Regions from separate parts of the Triticum aestivum genome. Here region 2 is linked to region 1. A link is a contact called in public HiCAR-type data. All regions are on one chromosome and are shown on one strand. Each heading gives the region's core, a stretch centred on a gene start, on an enhancer-like site or on the middle of the called end of the contact. The rest is flanking DNA. Distances are from core to core; before and after follow the strand shown. Region 1 holds the start of LOC123061694. Region 2 holds the start of LOC123061695 (type IV inositol polyphosphate 5-phosphatase 3).

Region 1 (7,762 bases), core at 1,694-4,193:
ACATATTGATTACTGTAAAAATACATCAGATTGACGTTCCTTAAAATTTGGCATCAAATAAAAAATGTAGAAATACTTAGCTAGTACAAATGTATATAAATGAAGAAAAAGAAACCTTTGAAAATGTGTGGTCAATGGTTTTCTTGCAGACACTCTTATATATCTAAGTTTTTCAACATAATGAAGAGTCATTGTGCATGATGCATTAGATATATCAAAATTGAAGTTGGATGGATGGATATGTAATTGATCCAGTGCTGCATAGATTGAAAATATTCGACGAAGCATGCGCTCATGGGCCTTGTTATCAGGACAGTTCACATCCATCAATTGCATGGGAAAAATATTGTAGTGAAGCCCTTTATGTTGAACCCCGCAGTTCCTAATCTAGATCTTATATGCACATCACCTTGGCACTTAATAGCGAAGCCGACGACTGAATTTCCATAGTAGAAAACAACATCATTTATTGACCTTTCTCCTTAAAAGAACATTCGAATTCAACAATAAGAACTGTTGCACCAGCCCAATCTAAGTTAATTTCTCTGGTGGAGAAGTACCTGATGTCGGGAACAGGAGTGACACCACACCCAGAGCGGCGAGACGGTGGCCCAGTAGCTATAACTCGGCGTAACCACTTTGGCGAGCAGGCCGTCCAGGGTGAGCATTTGATCAGGCAACCACTCATGTGCTGATGATTTAAGGCGGCACCCATTCATCATTCACACATCTGCATCTAACTAATTATTTTTTTGGTTGTCATGATGTACTGTAGAGTTGGTCGATCCTTGTACTGAACTGAATATTTTGTTATTCAATGGAAAGGGGTTGTCAGCCTGGTTGGAAAAAATTCAGAGAAAACAATAAGAAGAAAACATGAAACGTGAAAACAGAGTACAAAAAACTACTCTTCAGCCAACATAGCGTCGGCAGCTAAACCTGCAGCCAGGTCATCTAGTACGCCCAGCAATCATTTGCATATTTCCGTGACTCAGAGGTGAGCTAGCGTGTTTTTGTTTCTGCTGGTGTACTTAACCTGGGCATACTTAACCTGGGCATTACTGAACTTTGTGAGTTCCTTCCTGATGTCAACTATCACTGGAAACCAGGCGGAAAGGTTGCTGGCTAGACAATTTTGAACGGAGAAGAAATCAGTGGAAATCTTAACAGGCACCACATTGGCACCCACATGCATCAGCCACCAGGACTCGCCCTCGCCCTTCCCGTGCGAGACCGTGGGGGAGGAGCCGCGGAGCACGCTTCCAGCACATCACCATGGGGGCGGGGAGCACAAGTCCATATCGACGAAAGGCGAGATACGGGGAAGCAAGCGTTGGCGAGGAGCGACCGTGGAGGTCGAGCGGCAGCCCAGGAGCCAAGGACGGGTTGGGGATGGGTGACAACGCTAAAACCCTAGCGCCGCCAGTTCGAGGGCGTGAGGAGGAAGGAGTGCCTTTTTTTAGATCAGGAGGAAGGAATGGCTCGCCGGGGCTGGGCTTTGGCCTTTGGCCCATGTGCGAGCGATTAGAGGAGCGACGAGCGAAACGCAGGTTGGACGAACCTAAGAGGGGAAACGAAACGCTCCGTTTCTTTTAGATAGTAGAGATTGCATCAAGATTTTTAGACTACGAATGACAACTTGGTGAAACTTGAAGATATTTGACTTAGTATAAATCTAGAACTTTAAAGTATTTTGAAAAGAAGGCAGTAATAAGTCGCAAACTTCACATTTTAGTATTTTACTCTACGGTACTGATCCCAATTCACCAGCCAGCAGTTCATCTATCACCTGGGCCTCCCAGCCAGCATGAAGGCCTTGAACACAAGCTTCCTGGGCACCGTCGGCCGATCCCCCCACCCCTCTTCCACCTCCTTCATCACACCCTTCACCAGCGCCTCCAGGTCCACCCCTTTCTCCCTAGCCGTGGTCGCGACGGAGCCGGTCATCACGAACCCGGCCAGGTCCTCCAGCGTCATCTCCGCCTCCATGTCGACGTCGGCCGGCTCGCCCTCGCGGCCCACCCCGACGGGCTCGAACGGGAACGGCAGCTGGCGGTACCGCTCCATGGCCAGCCTCGTCCTCGGGTCCATGTACGGCCGCATGGCCGGGTACAGCGTCCCCTGCAGCTTGTCCCCGAACGGGTGGATGTCGTAGTTGTACCCCCACACGGCGAGGACGCCGCCTGGCCTCCTGAGGACGCGGTTCACCACGGCGTAGAAGAGCGGGACGTCGAACCAGTGGATCGCGGTCGCCACGATGACCAGGTCCACGGAGCCCTCGCCGCCGACCAGGGCGACGAGGTCGTCCTCCGGGAGGTCCTCCGGCGTGTGCAGGTACCGCACCTTGGGGTGCGCGATGGCGTGGCGGAGCTGGCCCTCGCTCACGTCCGTCGCGACCACGCCGTCGTAGTGCTCCGCGATCTGAGCAGAGGATTTTCGCTTTTCAGTTCAGGTGCTCGCTCGACTCAGAGAGTGCAGATCAAACAAACAGACGACGTGGCTTAAAGGGTTGGAGGCTTACGCTGACGGAGGCCTGGCCGGTGCCGCAGCCGGCGTCCCAGGCGCGGTGGTGGCCGGCGGTGAGGGAGGCGAGCATGGAGAACCACTCCTTGGGGTACCGCGGCCGCTTCTTGGCGTACGTCTCCGACGGTTTCTCATACAGCCCCGCCATTCTTGTGCGCTGCCGCTGTTATCAACTGCCGTCTGTCAAATGCCTGGAATTTATAGACTACTATCACCTTGGAGTCAAAGTCAAAGTCAAAGTCAATGTGGTCATATGATCCATATAAAAAGGTAGCCATGAATTATCCACTAGGATTCAGAATCTTAAACTGCAGCAATTTCTCTCTCAGACTTTACACTACCACGTGCTGAAAAATAATGCAGCAGACACCAGAAGTTAACGCAGCAGTGAGATGGTTTTCAACATGGAATCAGTAGGCATCCAAGGAAAGCCACAGGGGTAAATACAGGGAGTGCATCAGATCTGAATGAAACCTGTGGATTGGGGGTATAAAGCAGGTCAACCAGACGTAGGAGACTTTGCTTACTCTAGCTTGTGTGAAGAACACCATTTTTGCTTCGCCAACATAAAAGTATACACCGAACTGAACTATCTGAACATCCATAAGATGCTCCAGCAGCCATAAGTGGGAACACTTCAAGATGCTTAAATATCGCAACAACACATGTATTAACGACTTAGTTGTCTACACGATAATGGCTCGTTTATGTTCACTACAAGTTTACAGTAAGCGGCAAAAGATAACTGTACAGCAACCAGAACGGAACACCAGCAGAGAACTGGGGACAGTGGGACTGGCATAGCAGACACAGGATGAACCCTTCTGTCCTGCACTCCTGCTATGTGTGAGGATCCAGGATTTATACAAGTGATGAAGACGCCCCTTGAACATTGCATCCAACGTCGACCTGTCATGATGAGAAAAGCTGGAAATTCAAATTAGACACACAAGAGTATTATTACTGAACAATCTTTGTATTGAACTACTAGTTCTGTATCTGTAGTTGTTAAGCATTGGGCATGATGATGGCAGCAGAAAAGGTGAGGTATTATATGACAACAAGTACATACAAGAACAAGAAAATATACCTCCCAATTACAAATAAGATCCATTTGGTAATACCGGCGGTCATTCTTTACATCTTTGTAAGTAGAGGTGCACATGTACATCAGTTGGGGAAGGAATTGCCCCTTTCATGCTGTGTGAACATCATATTCTCTGCATAATGCCAGCTTCTTTTCCTGGAGCGATCTGGTAATGCAGCCGTGAACCTTCGGGGGTTCCCAAAGGCGCGCCCGTGCAGGAGCAGTTGTCAACCATATAAAGCTCCCATTTCTTGATACCACATTTCTCCAAAGCAGAGTCCAATCTTGGGTTGTCCCCGTCAGGATAAGACCCATCAGGGGTAACAAGCACTGCTCCAGTGTATGATTGTCCAGCAGCCTGAGCAGCTCCATGGTAATGGAACAGACCCCAGCCGAAATCATCCGAAACATCAACAACTGTCCAAAACTCTTTCGAAACCACACCATTATCCAGCACACTGAAATAAAATGTACCAGGGGTGCTAGCTCTTCTCACTCTGTACTTTCTACGCCTCCAAACCAGCTTTCCTTCCAGGGTTCTGACTTGAAAAATTGGCTCGTACCAAAATGAACCTTTAGCTTTCCCTCTGTAGAATAATTGGTACTGGCATGGGAATTGGTCATATGCTGGATTTTGTCCAGCTACAACTCTCCAGCTCCACTCCAAGCCGTCCAGCCAACCGACAAACAGGTCTTCTGCAACTTCATGGCTAAGCTTTAGTTCTCTGAACATTGATAGTGGGGTCACAGAGGGCTTACTAGGGATCTCAGCATTGAGCTCAAGGCAGTTGTGCTTTTGCAAAACACAGAGGGAAAAAGCCTCTAGATGTGGACTCTCGTACGATGCAATGCAGCGATAGTTACAGACCTGGTCGGTTGGAGAGCAAGAATTCAGACATTGAATGGCTTTCCTACAGTCGGGATCAAACAAACAATTCAGTATTTGAGGACCGCAGTTTGTTATCATACAACCTAGGGTAGACAGACCTTTTGCCCTAAGGTTTTTCAGCATAGCCACCGGTCTTATGTATGCATTAACCACAACAAGTAAGCAAAACCTAATGTCATCTGAGTTGTGCCTTTCCCAGGCATTGGATATCGTCTTGAGGACTTCAGTTGATTCCTCTGTTCCACTTGGTTTTCCAACATTGATTAGCTTGCCAAAGAAGTCCTGTTCTCCCGTGTATTGAACATACGTGCCACCTAGCTTGTTTACTAAGGACGGAGATGACTGAAAGCAAAGTACATTCGGTATGTTCTTGCTGTTATCCATAAGCCACTGAACAGACTCCTGGCCTGTTATTGCAACATTGACTAGCATATCACAGCGAGACAACTCTTTCTTAAGATCATCATGGTCAATCCACTTGTCAGTGAATACAAGCATTTCAAATCCTTCATCAACCCACTTCAACCTATCAGCCTAGTAAAAAACAAGATACAAGATTATAGGCAGTAAACTGATATTATGAGATTCATTATATAAATTAACATGCAGGTTTTAGCAAAGCCAGCAAGCAAAAATTGCACATTTCATGCTCACCTACAGAAATGTATCTGACCCCTGGCACTCCATATTATTCAATAATAAACAGTTGAAGCATTTTGAACCGAGATAATGATACTACTCATACGCTTAAGAATTCAAGATTAGCAATTGAGGCTAAAACAACTAGTTCAAACATTAGCAGGTGTCCAAAATGAAGCTGGGGTTCCTGTTCAGACAGTTGCGGTCATACAGATGGTACTGATTGTTTACTGTATGCAAAATCGTGAAGTATGCGCAGTAGGAAATCAGTAGAATCACTTCACATTCTGAAGTAACACTCACAAGGCCACGAAGTTATGGGTTAAGAGCGAGGCCCTACCGTATGGCGCATAACCTCGTCCCATGGCGTATCCTTGAGCGGGCTGATGCTTCCGTCGCCGACGACGACCACGATGCGGACGGCGTCCTCCGGGGACGTGGCTTGGCCGGCGACGCTGGCAATCCCGGGAGAGCAGGTGATGCCGGAGAGGCGGCGACTAGCGGAACGCTTGCGGGCAAGCACGGAAGAGGTTCTAGGGAGGCGGAACCGGGTCGGTTGGAAGATCCGAACGGCGGCGGTGGCGGTGGCGGCGGCAGCGGAGGTTGGGAGAGCGGTCGCCATGGGAGGGGACCGAGTGGAGGAAGCGGCTGCACGTCGCGGTAGAGCCTTCGAGGACCTTTTCCTCGCGAAGCCCAGAGCCCTTTCTCAGCCGTCCGATCCAAAATCAACAGTCAGTATTAATAATAAAACAGAGGGGATGACGCAAAATTTTATACCGAATGAAATGAAATAGAACGAAACATCAGCTGCCGCGCCAGAACCTCCATTAGAGCGGGAGAAACGCAAAATTTCCCCCCAATCCTCCTCCGCCTTCTTCGATTCGTTCTCCGGCCCGCTCGAGAAGAGAACCTGGGTCCGCCATGGCGACTCTCTTCCTCGCCCTACAGTGCGTGGAATGCTCCACCATGCAGGTGGGCGCCTCGACCAAGCAGTCCACCGATTTCCGCTTCTGTTTGTTCCACCATTGATCCGATCTCGTTTCTGTGTTGCCCTTCGACGACCCAGGTGAAGCAGCAGAAGAAGAGCAGCAACAAGTGGGCGTGCGCGGTGTGCAACCGGCGCCAGTCCGTGATCCGCGTGCACGCCCGCGGCTACCGCGCCGCCGACCTGCGCCGCTTCGTCCAGGACGCCAACCTCGCGCGCGGCCGCGGCGCGCCGGTGCGCGAGGCGGACTGGGACCCGCCGGCGGCCGGGGATCAGCAAGACGAGACCCCGAGGGAGAGGAAGCGGATGGATTGGTCCGAGTACCTGGACGACACCACCGGGGAGCGTCATGGCGGCCGCGGCTCTGCTGATTCCCGTGATGATGGTATGCACCGGAATCGTACTAATCCTTCTCAAGCTTGGATGCTTCGAATCTGCTAACTTACACTTTATCATTCAAGGTTTAATTTACAGAGGACTTCCTGGACTGGAATCATGTAAACCTGTAGGGCCTGCTGGGCTGTGATCTGAAATTGACATGCATTTATATGTTATTTGGAGCAATTCATACAGCATTACCTATGCCAGCACTAGAATAAACATCTCACAAGTTCCTAGTACTGTGTACCTGCATTTAAATGCTTATTGCCTGTTATTATTTCTCCGGGAACTGGAACCAGATGGTTAAGTTGCTGCATTTTGCATTCAGGATATGGCCGTACGTGGTATGCTTCTAAAAGTTGCATACATGTTTATTCATTAGCAAATTGCATTTTCCATTACCTACTGTAACATTGCTTGCACAAGACATTTTTGTTGCTTCTCTTTGCACATAACACAATGCAAGTCGACTATGTGTTGCACTTTGCACCTGCTTTTCCAATCCGACCTAATCATACATTCATACCTGTGACCGTCGTGCCTGGCTGCTGATGCAACATAAGTGGATGATGTGGGGTGATGGACAGCGTACGGCTGGCCCTGTCTGTGGTGGCAAGGGTTTGATCATGCTCTGTTTCAAAACGAAATGTTGCATATTGCAATACATGACGTGTTATATTCAAAGAAAACCAAACCCTGGTCTTTTACGCAGATTTTGTCAAATTAGATGGCGAAACTCGCAATATACTCTCTATTTATTCTCAAAATTTGTTAGCATCACATTTCTAGGCATCGAATGGCCTCATTTCCAATGCATAGCCCAATTATTTTGAAATTTGAATGGTAATGGCCTAATTGTTCTCATGCTGCAATTTACAAACATATATAGGGGTTGAAGTGACAACTGAGTTACCCCAGGAAAGACCTAAAGCTCCTTCCTTGAAGAGGCCCCCAAAAGCCCAATTGGGTGTAGCTGGAAAGAGGCCCAAGCCACCAATCAACCCCTCTCTATCCAAGATGCAGCAAATGGAACAAGGTCCAACTTCCTCAACTGTCTGCTCTGCAACTTCTACTGCTGAAGGCAACATATGAAAAATCCTGGTCACACTTTCTTACACCTGTCGTGAGCAAAATAGGAGAGTTGAAATAATCGTTATTGTTTTGTGCAGCACAAAGATCAAAGTTCAGCAAGTATTTGGACAGTAGCTTCTTTGAAGATAGAAATCAGGAGGGTTCTGGGCTCCATTGGACTGACCTT
Region 2 (7,762 bases), core at 3,007-5,506, 140 kb before region 1:
AATTATCCAAGAGCTCACCATGATGACAACCAGTTTAGGTCACATGGGAACTTCAGGAAGTTGGAGGGTAGCATATAATTCTTGAAAGAAAAAAAAAATATTTTTTACTTACTCGTGGTCATATATTGTCTTAGGCGTGCTCACTCTGGAATTAAATACTGTCCTTCGATGGATCTCTTGCACATCCGCATTCCTTTTTTGTTCATCTCCTTCCTTTTCTCCAGAGGTCAGGTGACAACAAAGAAAGCAGAAGTGTGTTTGATATATCGACATACTTACTGCTATTGATCCCTGGAGCATGTTGAAGTAAGAAAAATTAGGACAGCAGTTCATAATCCTTTTTTTTACAGGGAACACTTCATAATCAATACTAAAACATACTTTTTTTTAGAAAAGGAGGATCTCCCCCGGCCTTTACCAAGACATACTGATGTAAGGTAAATACAAATGATATGATACTGGTCAAGATAAAATGCATTCGGTGTAAACAAGAATGCACTCCTTTCCTTGCAGTATTTGGGTAGGTGGTAAAAACATATGAATCAGTGAAGGAATAAAATTGTCCTAATGTCTAATAAATTCAAAATGCATGCCATAAGTACATGCATTTTGGAACTCAGTTTATGCAACAATGTAAGTGAGAGTGATGTCATCCATAGAAACTTACCTTGTTACCAATGTACCCCATAGCACCTACACCTACAGTTGATACTTTCACATTCTGAATGCGCTTTCGCAGGCTCCTTCGTACCCATATTGTGAGAAATACTCCGACCATCTGCTTGCTTATTATCCTAACAAAGTATGGTCTTTTTCCTTTAGCTACCACACTTTCAATGTTTAAACCATGAAGTGCACTATCCTCGGGAAAAGCACAGGAATCTTCATTAACTGATTTGAAAGACAAATATGTTTTTAGTGCCTTCCCGGAAGCAAACGGTTGTGTGCTGTCTGGAAGACATTGAGCCAACATATCCAATGGTTGTTCTGGCCAAATCATTCCAAGCCTCTCCGAGTGACTGAGTGTCTTGGTTAACATCTTTTGGTTGATCGGCTCTTCCAAAAGAGAGGTGTAATCTTTAAAACTTACTATGTTATGGGATCTATTGAAAGTCTTCATTGAAGGCAACTTGCTGAAGTTATCAGCCTGTAGAATAGATTCGTCAGGAGCAGAAGTGGAGTGTTCAAGTCTGTTGCTATGACTATCATCATCATCAACAACAACTAAATCTTGTTCGTTCCATGGGTGCACTTCCCCACCACTTTCGCTGTCAGACTCGCTATTAAGTTCATCTTCCATTGCAAGAGCGTCATCAGATGGCTTGAACCTTGATGGAGATGGAGGATCACTGTGACTTTTATATTTTGGTTTATCTGGACTAATCTTATTCAGTGTTTCACGAATGATATGCTCCCACATGGAAGCAGGACGGTTGTCTTCCGCACCAAATATATTCCCAGCATTTAATGGAACAACTTCTTGAAATCTGAAATGTAAAAAGAATCTCATAATATGAAACAAGGTAGTGCTAATCTTAGTACATTCAAAATAAAATTAAGACCAGGTGATCAAACTCATAGGAGCACATATCATTTGGAGTTAAAGTGATAGCTCATGGCTTGATATTCTTTGTATTCAGTAACATGGGAGGTTCAGTTCTCAGAAATATAACGGGAGGTTCAACAAGTTACCCAAGAACATATATGTCAGCCGGCTCCTTCATATCCAACCATTCTTGAATATCCAAATCTTGAGGTGGAAGTTTGCCTGCAACATTCCAAGTTCCTATGCAGACCCTGAATATTAAACCCAACAGACTATAAGAAAAGACAGTAACAGAAAAAACATAGTACTCTCTCCGATCCAAAAAAAGTGTCGTGGCTGAAGTAAAGCCATGACACTTTATTTGGATCGGAGGGAGTAGATGGTACTGCTTTGAAGTCCTGCTACAAGGCAAGACAGATATCTGAACGAAAAGTGAGCAGTTATTTAACTTAACTTATACTATAACATAAGAAAAACAAACAGTTAAAAATTTGAGGTCTAGAAAATGCGAAATTTAAGGAGCATAGATCCATACCTCAGTTCCTTGACATCGATATACTGAGCACGAAGAGTCTCTGACTTGCGCCTTCTATTAAGACCGTATGGAACACCCTCCATTTGGCTATCTGCAGTATTGATAAGTTGTGTCACCACATAAGAAAAGCTATGTGCGCCTTTTCGAGAACAAGACTCTGCGTTGTGCCAACGGAGGTCCAGAGATAGGTCTTGTAAAAAATTGGTGAAAGGGTGTACAAGTATATATTTGCAGTATTGTTTGCCAGCAGTAGTACTTTAATTCACACCGAGTCCATAATAACAAAGCAAATATTCACAGGCAGATTCAAAATGTACACTATGGAAATACTAAGGCGATGATTCAAGGGGAAAACAGTCACAAGCGGAAGAAGATTCAACATCAATTAAGTTTGCATGCAGCTATTAGTCACTAAGGTGGCCTATTTAATTCCAAGCCTAATTTTCATGTGCATATTTCTTTGGTACAACCAACAGTGCAACAATCATCTTCTGTAGTTCAAATAGTTCATTTGAAAACTAAGACATATGCTAGCAGACAACATGATAATAATTTACAAAAAGCATTGGATTACCAGTAGTCTGGGCACCCAATCCACGCATTCTCCGGTCCTGATCATATCGCTGGCGTTCCCATCCGCACATCTCTGCGCCAATATAATTATATATAAAAAAATATTAGACTTTGGTTGAAGCTAGCTATGGACAGGGGTGCGTGGAAGCTTGCTATCCATGTGCCAGAGCCATGAGTTGGTTGCGAGATCTTATGGGTTTCACCTCTAGCCTACCCCAACTTGTTTGGGACTAAAGGCTTTGTTGTTGTTGTTGTTGTAGACTTTGGTTGACCATATCAACATGCAAACCTGAAGTCGAGAAAAGAAAGCGACCAAAGAGGCATGGACAACAGAATTTGCATGCATCCTCTTTTAAAAGTAGTATTTTGCTTTCTGCAACCTGCCTCACGTTGCAACTATGTTCTTGCAATACAATTAGAGCTTGATTTCCTTACTTGTTCCTTTTTTTTTGTCATTCGAACTTGACTAGGAAAACTATTGAATCTGCTCAAACTTCATTTTTAGAGTAGCTTTTTACTCTTAGATAACGGAGGGTCCGTTTATTTTAGTGTATTCCAAGAAAGCGAAGGAATATACCGAGAACGGGAATTGGCTTAGGAGTTACGAAGCCAACACCAGAATGGACAAAACAGAAGGAAGGGACATTTGGAAATTCCTCGAAATCCACCGCCCTCCCACTAGTATTTGTTTTCTGGCCTGGAAGACAAGGGACGTACCGCCGAACTAAATGGATCAGGTGGTGGTTGAAAAGAATGAACCCGCCCCCACAGCCACAAACAACTCCTTTCTGGCAGAAAGAAATGGGCCGGGGAGGAAAATTAACGATGAAGAGCAGAAGCAGCGACGAACAGTGTGGAGTCTGGACTGGGATGAATCCGACCCGGATGCATTGGCCCATTCACTGAATTTGACGTCGAATTTGGATTTATTAATTTGGGGATGGGGCCAAGCCAAATGAATGATAGCTTGATGGCGGGGGGCAGGTAGGCAGTTCATGGCGGAGGGGGCGGAAGGGAGCGGAGGGGATCGTGCACCTTCGTACTCGGAGTCGCTGGCGGCCTCGTCGGCGGTGTCGCCCTCGTCGGCGCTGAAGTCGGAGTCCGGCGACCGGATGTTGAGCCACTTGCGCAGCACCGTCTTGGGCCACAGCTGCGGAATCCAAGCCGAAGCGGATCAAATAGTACGTTACAGTCAGTCAGAGAAAACGAATTGAATAATAGCCTCAAACCGCCCGACCGATGATCCACAGTCCAACAAATATAAGGAACGAACGAGGGAGCACCTGGTTCTGCTTCTTGGCCTTGCGGCGCGCCTCCGGGTCGGCGCCGGGGTGGGCCGCCGCCGTCTCCGACTCCCCGAGGCGGGACAATGGCGGCCGAGGCGCCGGCGCGCTCCGCGTGGCCCGCGTGGGCGGGTACGAGTGCCTGGCCGCCATCCGCGCGCTCGCGCCCCGGCGGTCCCTTGCTTGGCCTTGGCTTAAGAAGGCGACGCCACGCAACAGCTAGTTAGAACCGCGGCCGTACTAGTCAGTGGAAACCTCTTGTGCTGCGCTGCGCGTTCCCTCTCCTTTCCTCTTGAGTAACAGGGGACAGACATGCTAGCGAGCGAATGGCGGGTCGGATTTATGCGCCTGGCTTCGGCTTTGGCTTTGGCTTGGCTCGAGCTGGCTGGCGGTGGACCGGACCGGAACCGAACCACTTCGTCAGTTATTAGTCTGTCAGTCTCTCTAGTAGGAGTGGTAGAGTAGATCTAGCCAGCCAGCCCGGTGGGTCGGGGTTGGACTCGCACTCGCACTCGCCCTCGGTCAGAGTCAGAGAGGTCGCACGCGCGGCGACGTCCGTGTTAGAGTTTGAGCAGTTTACTCCATGTAATCTTAAACCTATCTCTATCTCTTTCTCTCTCGTATCCCTATCTATCTCCTATACCGAACCAGATTGGATTTCTTTCTGGTTTCTCTTGTACGCCAAGGCAAGGCATTGTTGCCCCATATAAATATACATGACGCGGCTCCCTCGAGGAGTAGGAACGCTTATACCAAATCTTACATGGTATACAGAGCTAGCCTCTTCCCTATCATCTAGCAACACAAAAAAATTCAGAACCCTAGCACCCTTCCATCGTCATCGTCATGGGCTCCAACGCCGTCGGCCTCAACCTCGGCGCCCCACCAACAGAGAAGCTCGCGAGGGGGAACTACCTCTTATGGAAGGCGCAAGTTCTGCCGGCCCTGCGAGGTGCGCAGGTGACCGGTCTTCTCGACGGCAGCGATGCAGCGCCGCCGAAAACAGTGGAGGTCGCTAAGGCGGACAAGACCACGGCCATCGAGCCGAATCCGCTGTATGGCCCATGGATTGCCAAGGATCAGCAGGTCCTAAGTTATCTGCTAAATTCGCTCACTCCAGAAATCCCCGCGCAAGTTATTGGTAAGGAAAGTACCCTTGATCTATGGACTGCCCTTACCACGATCTTTGCTGCGCAGTCGCAATCGCGAATAACAAACCTGAGGATCGCCATCTCCAACACCAAGAAGGGCAACATGTCCAGCAACACTTTCATCACCAAGATGAAGAGCCTCGGAGACGAGCTTGCAGCAGCAGGTCGTCCGGTGACAGACGGAGAGATGGTGGACTACATCCTCGCCGGACTCGATCGGAATTACGATCCCCGTCGTTGCAGCAGTTGGCGCCATCAAGAATTCAATCTCTATTGATGATCTTTTCTCGCAGATTTCTGCTTTCGATCAGAGGATGGAGATGCTTGGCGACGGACCAGGCTTTCGTTCGTCAGCCAATGCCATGTACAGGGGCCGCGGCCAGTCTCAGGGCAGAGGAGGCCGCGGACGTAGAGGGCGTGGTCGCTCTGATCGTGCTCCATCTTCTCCTGTTCGCACCGGTGGGAACAACGGCTACCAGCAGCGTCAACGCCAGCCATCGCAGCAGCAGTATCAGCAGCAGCATGAGGAGGATTACCCCGAGTGCCAGATATGTTACAAATTCCATGCTGGTGGCGCTAGGGACTGCTGGGATCGGTACAAGGAAGATCGTCAGGAAAGGAAGAAGGTTAACCTCGTCACCAACTCGTATGGCATCGACACTAATTGGTATGCAGATTCGGGTGCCACCGAACATATCACAAGAGAGCTTGATAAGTTAACAATGCGGGAGAAATACCACGGAGGTGACCAAGTTCACACGGCAAGCGGAGCTGGTATGGATATTACTCACATTGGTAACTCGATTGTTAAAACCCCTCAGAAAAATTTTCACCTCAACAATGTCTTACATATCCCTCATGCATCAAAGAATCTTGTCTCCGTTCATCGTTTTACACGTGACAATAATGTTCTCATCATATTCTACCCTTACTCTTTTTGTGATTAAGGACTTGGCAACGAGGAGAGTCATCCTTAGAGGAAGATGCGAGGGAGGTCTCTATCCAATCACATCATCTTCTTCTTCGTCAGAGTCAAATAAACAAGCTTGGAGTGTCACCAAACCATCTTCAGAAAAGTGGCATCGACGCTTGGGTCATCCTTCTTCAGTTATAGTTCAGCATGTCATTAGCAAGAATAAACTTCCTTTTGTGTCTAGTATTGAGTCAGTTTGTGATGCGTGTCAACAAGCAAAAAGTCATCAATTACCCTATCCCATCTCTACTAGTGTGTCTACTGCTCCGTTACAACTTATTTTTTCAGATGTTTGGGGACCAGCCCCCACTTCAGTCGGTAGATTTTCCTATTATGTAAGCTTTATTGATGACTATAGCAAGTTTACCTGGATTTATTTGCTCAAGAAGCGATCCGATGTCTTTCAAGTTTTTAGTAACTTTCAAAGTCTTGTTGAACGTCAACTGAACTCTAAAATTTTTGCCATGCAAACAGACTGGGGAGGTGAGTATGAGAAACTTAATTCCTTTTTTCAAAAAATTGGAATTTCTCATCATGTATCTTGTCTCCATGCTCACCAACAGAACGGTTCCGCTGAGCGAAAACATCGCCACATTGTAGAAGTAGGACTAGCATTGCTAGCTCATGCATCTATGCCTCTCAAATTCTGGGATGAAGCCTTTCTCGCTGCAACATATCTCATCAATATTCGCCCTAGTAAAGTCATCAAATTTGAAAATCCTATCACTCATCTTTTTGGTATTACTCCTGATTACACATCTCTACGCATATTTGGTTGTGCATGTTGGCCGAATCTTCGACCATACAACACACGCAAACTTGCATTTCGTTCCAAACAATGTGTTTTCTTGGGTTATAGTCCTATACACAAAGGAGTCAAATGTCTTGATGTCTCTACTGGCAGAGTCTATATATCTAGGGATGTTGTCTTCGATGAATCTGTTTTTCCTTTCAAGTCTCTTCATCCAAATGCCGGTGCCCTTCTTCGAAAAGAAATTCTACTACTTCCGGAGTTTGATCAAGGGGGTGATAACAATTGTTCTAACCAATGTGCTAATATTTCTTCTAGTTCTACTCCTGGTAATATGCCTGTGCAGGTGCATGAAGAAAACGGCGTTCAAAACGGTCAAGATGATCAAAATCCGGTACAAAACAATGCTATATTTGATGTGTATGAGGGAGAAGCAGCAGGCGTGGAGCACGAGGAGGATGCGGCGGCGCCTGCCACGCCTGTCCGCCGATCCGCCTTGGATCACGGGAGGAGATCTGCGCGGGATCACGCGCTTGTCAGCCGGCAGAGGAATCAGCCGTCCCCTGCCCGCTCCGCATCTGCCACGTCAGCGCACATGCAAGGGACAGGAGAAGACACGGGATCTCCCTCGTCCAGCGCGCACATGCAGGGGACAGGAGCGCCAGGCTCGGGATTCTCTACTCCGGATTACTCTGTGGACTCGGTCGTCGCTAGTTCTGGTCAAGCCACACCGGGGTCTACTGGATCCAGTACATCAGCCCAGTCTGCGCACATGGATGGGTCGCCAGGATCTTCTGCCACCAGCCAGTCTATGCAATCTCCTGTGCAACAACAAGAACAGCCTGCTACTACTTCAAGGATCATGACCCGGCTACAAAAAGGTATTAGAAATCCTAAAATAAGAAGGGATGGTACTATACCATATGGAATGTTATGTGTTTCAGGTGAAC

Evidence for each region. HiCAR-type assays count read pairs that join an accessible place to other places.
Region 2: a HiCAR-type map of leaf shows a contact between it and region 1, with 5 times the contacts expected there. The contact joins the promoter of LOC123061695 here to the promoter of LOC123061694 in region 1. A contact is called at or near these places in 4 of 5 Hi-C or Micro-C datasets (leaf and an unstated tissue) and 1 of 1 datasets of contacts at active chromatin or transcription factors (leaf).

The regions. Positions count from the first base shown.
Region 1 is chr3A:468,963,376-468,971,137 of IWGSC CS RefSeq v2.1, reverse strand. It overlaps LOC123061694, which reads right to left and starts at 2,943. Exons shown (of 3, transcript XM_044484900.1): 1 at 2,522-2,943; 2 at 561-2,421; 3 at 1-12. The coding sequence starts at 2,671. The coding sequence ends at 1,786. LOC123061692 (violaxanthin de-epoxidase, chloroplastic) reads right to left here and starts at 5,838. Exons shown (of 3, transcript XM_044484894.1): 1 at 5,479-5,838; 2 at 3,614-5,033; 3 at 3,167-3,450. The coding sequence starts at 5,760. The coding sequence ends at 3,735. LOC123061693 (MRN complex-interacting protein) reads left to right here and starts at 5,924. Exons shown (of 5, transcript XM_044484896.1): 1 at 5,924-6,110; 2 at 6,205-6,508; 3 at 7,394-7,540; 4 at 7,674-7,762. The coding sequence starts at 6,060.
Region 2 is chr3A:469,103,029-469,110,790 of IWGSC CS RefSeq v2.1, reverse strand. It overlaps LOC123061695 (type IV inositol polyphosphate 5-phosphatase 3), which reads right to left and starts at 4,256. Exons shown (of 11, transcript XM_044484902.1): 1 at 3,938-4,256; 2 at 3,690-3,804; 3 at 2,656-2,727; 4 at 2,082-2,172; 5 at 1,693-1,797; 6 at 668-1,487; 7 at 113-291. The coding sequence starts at 4,090.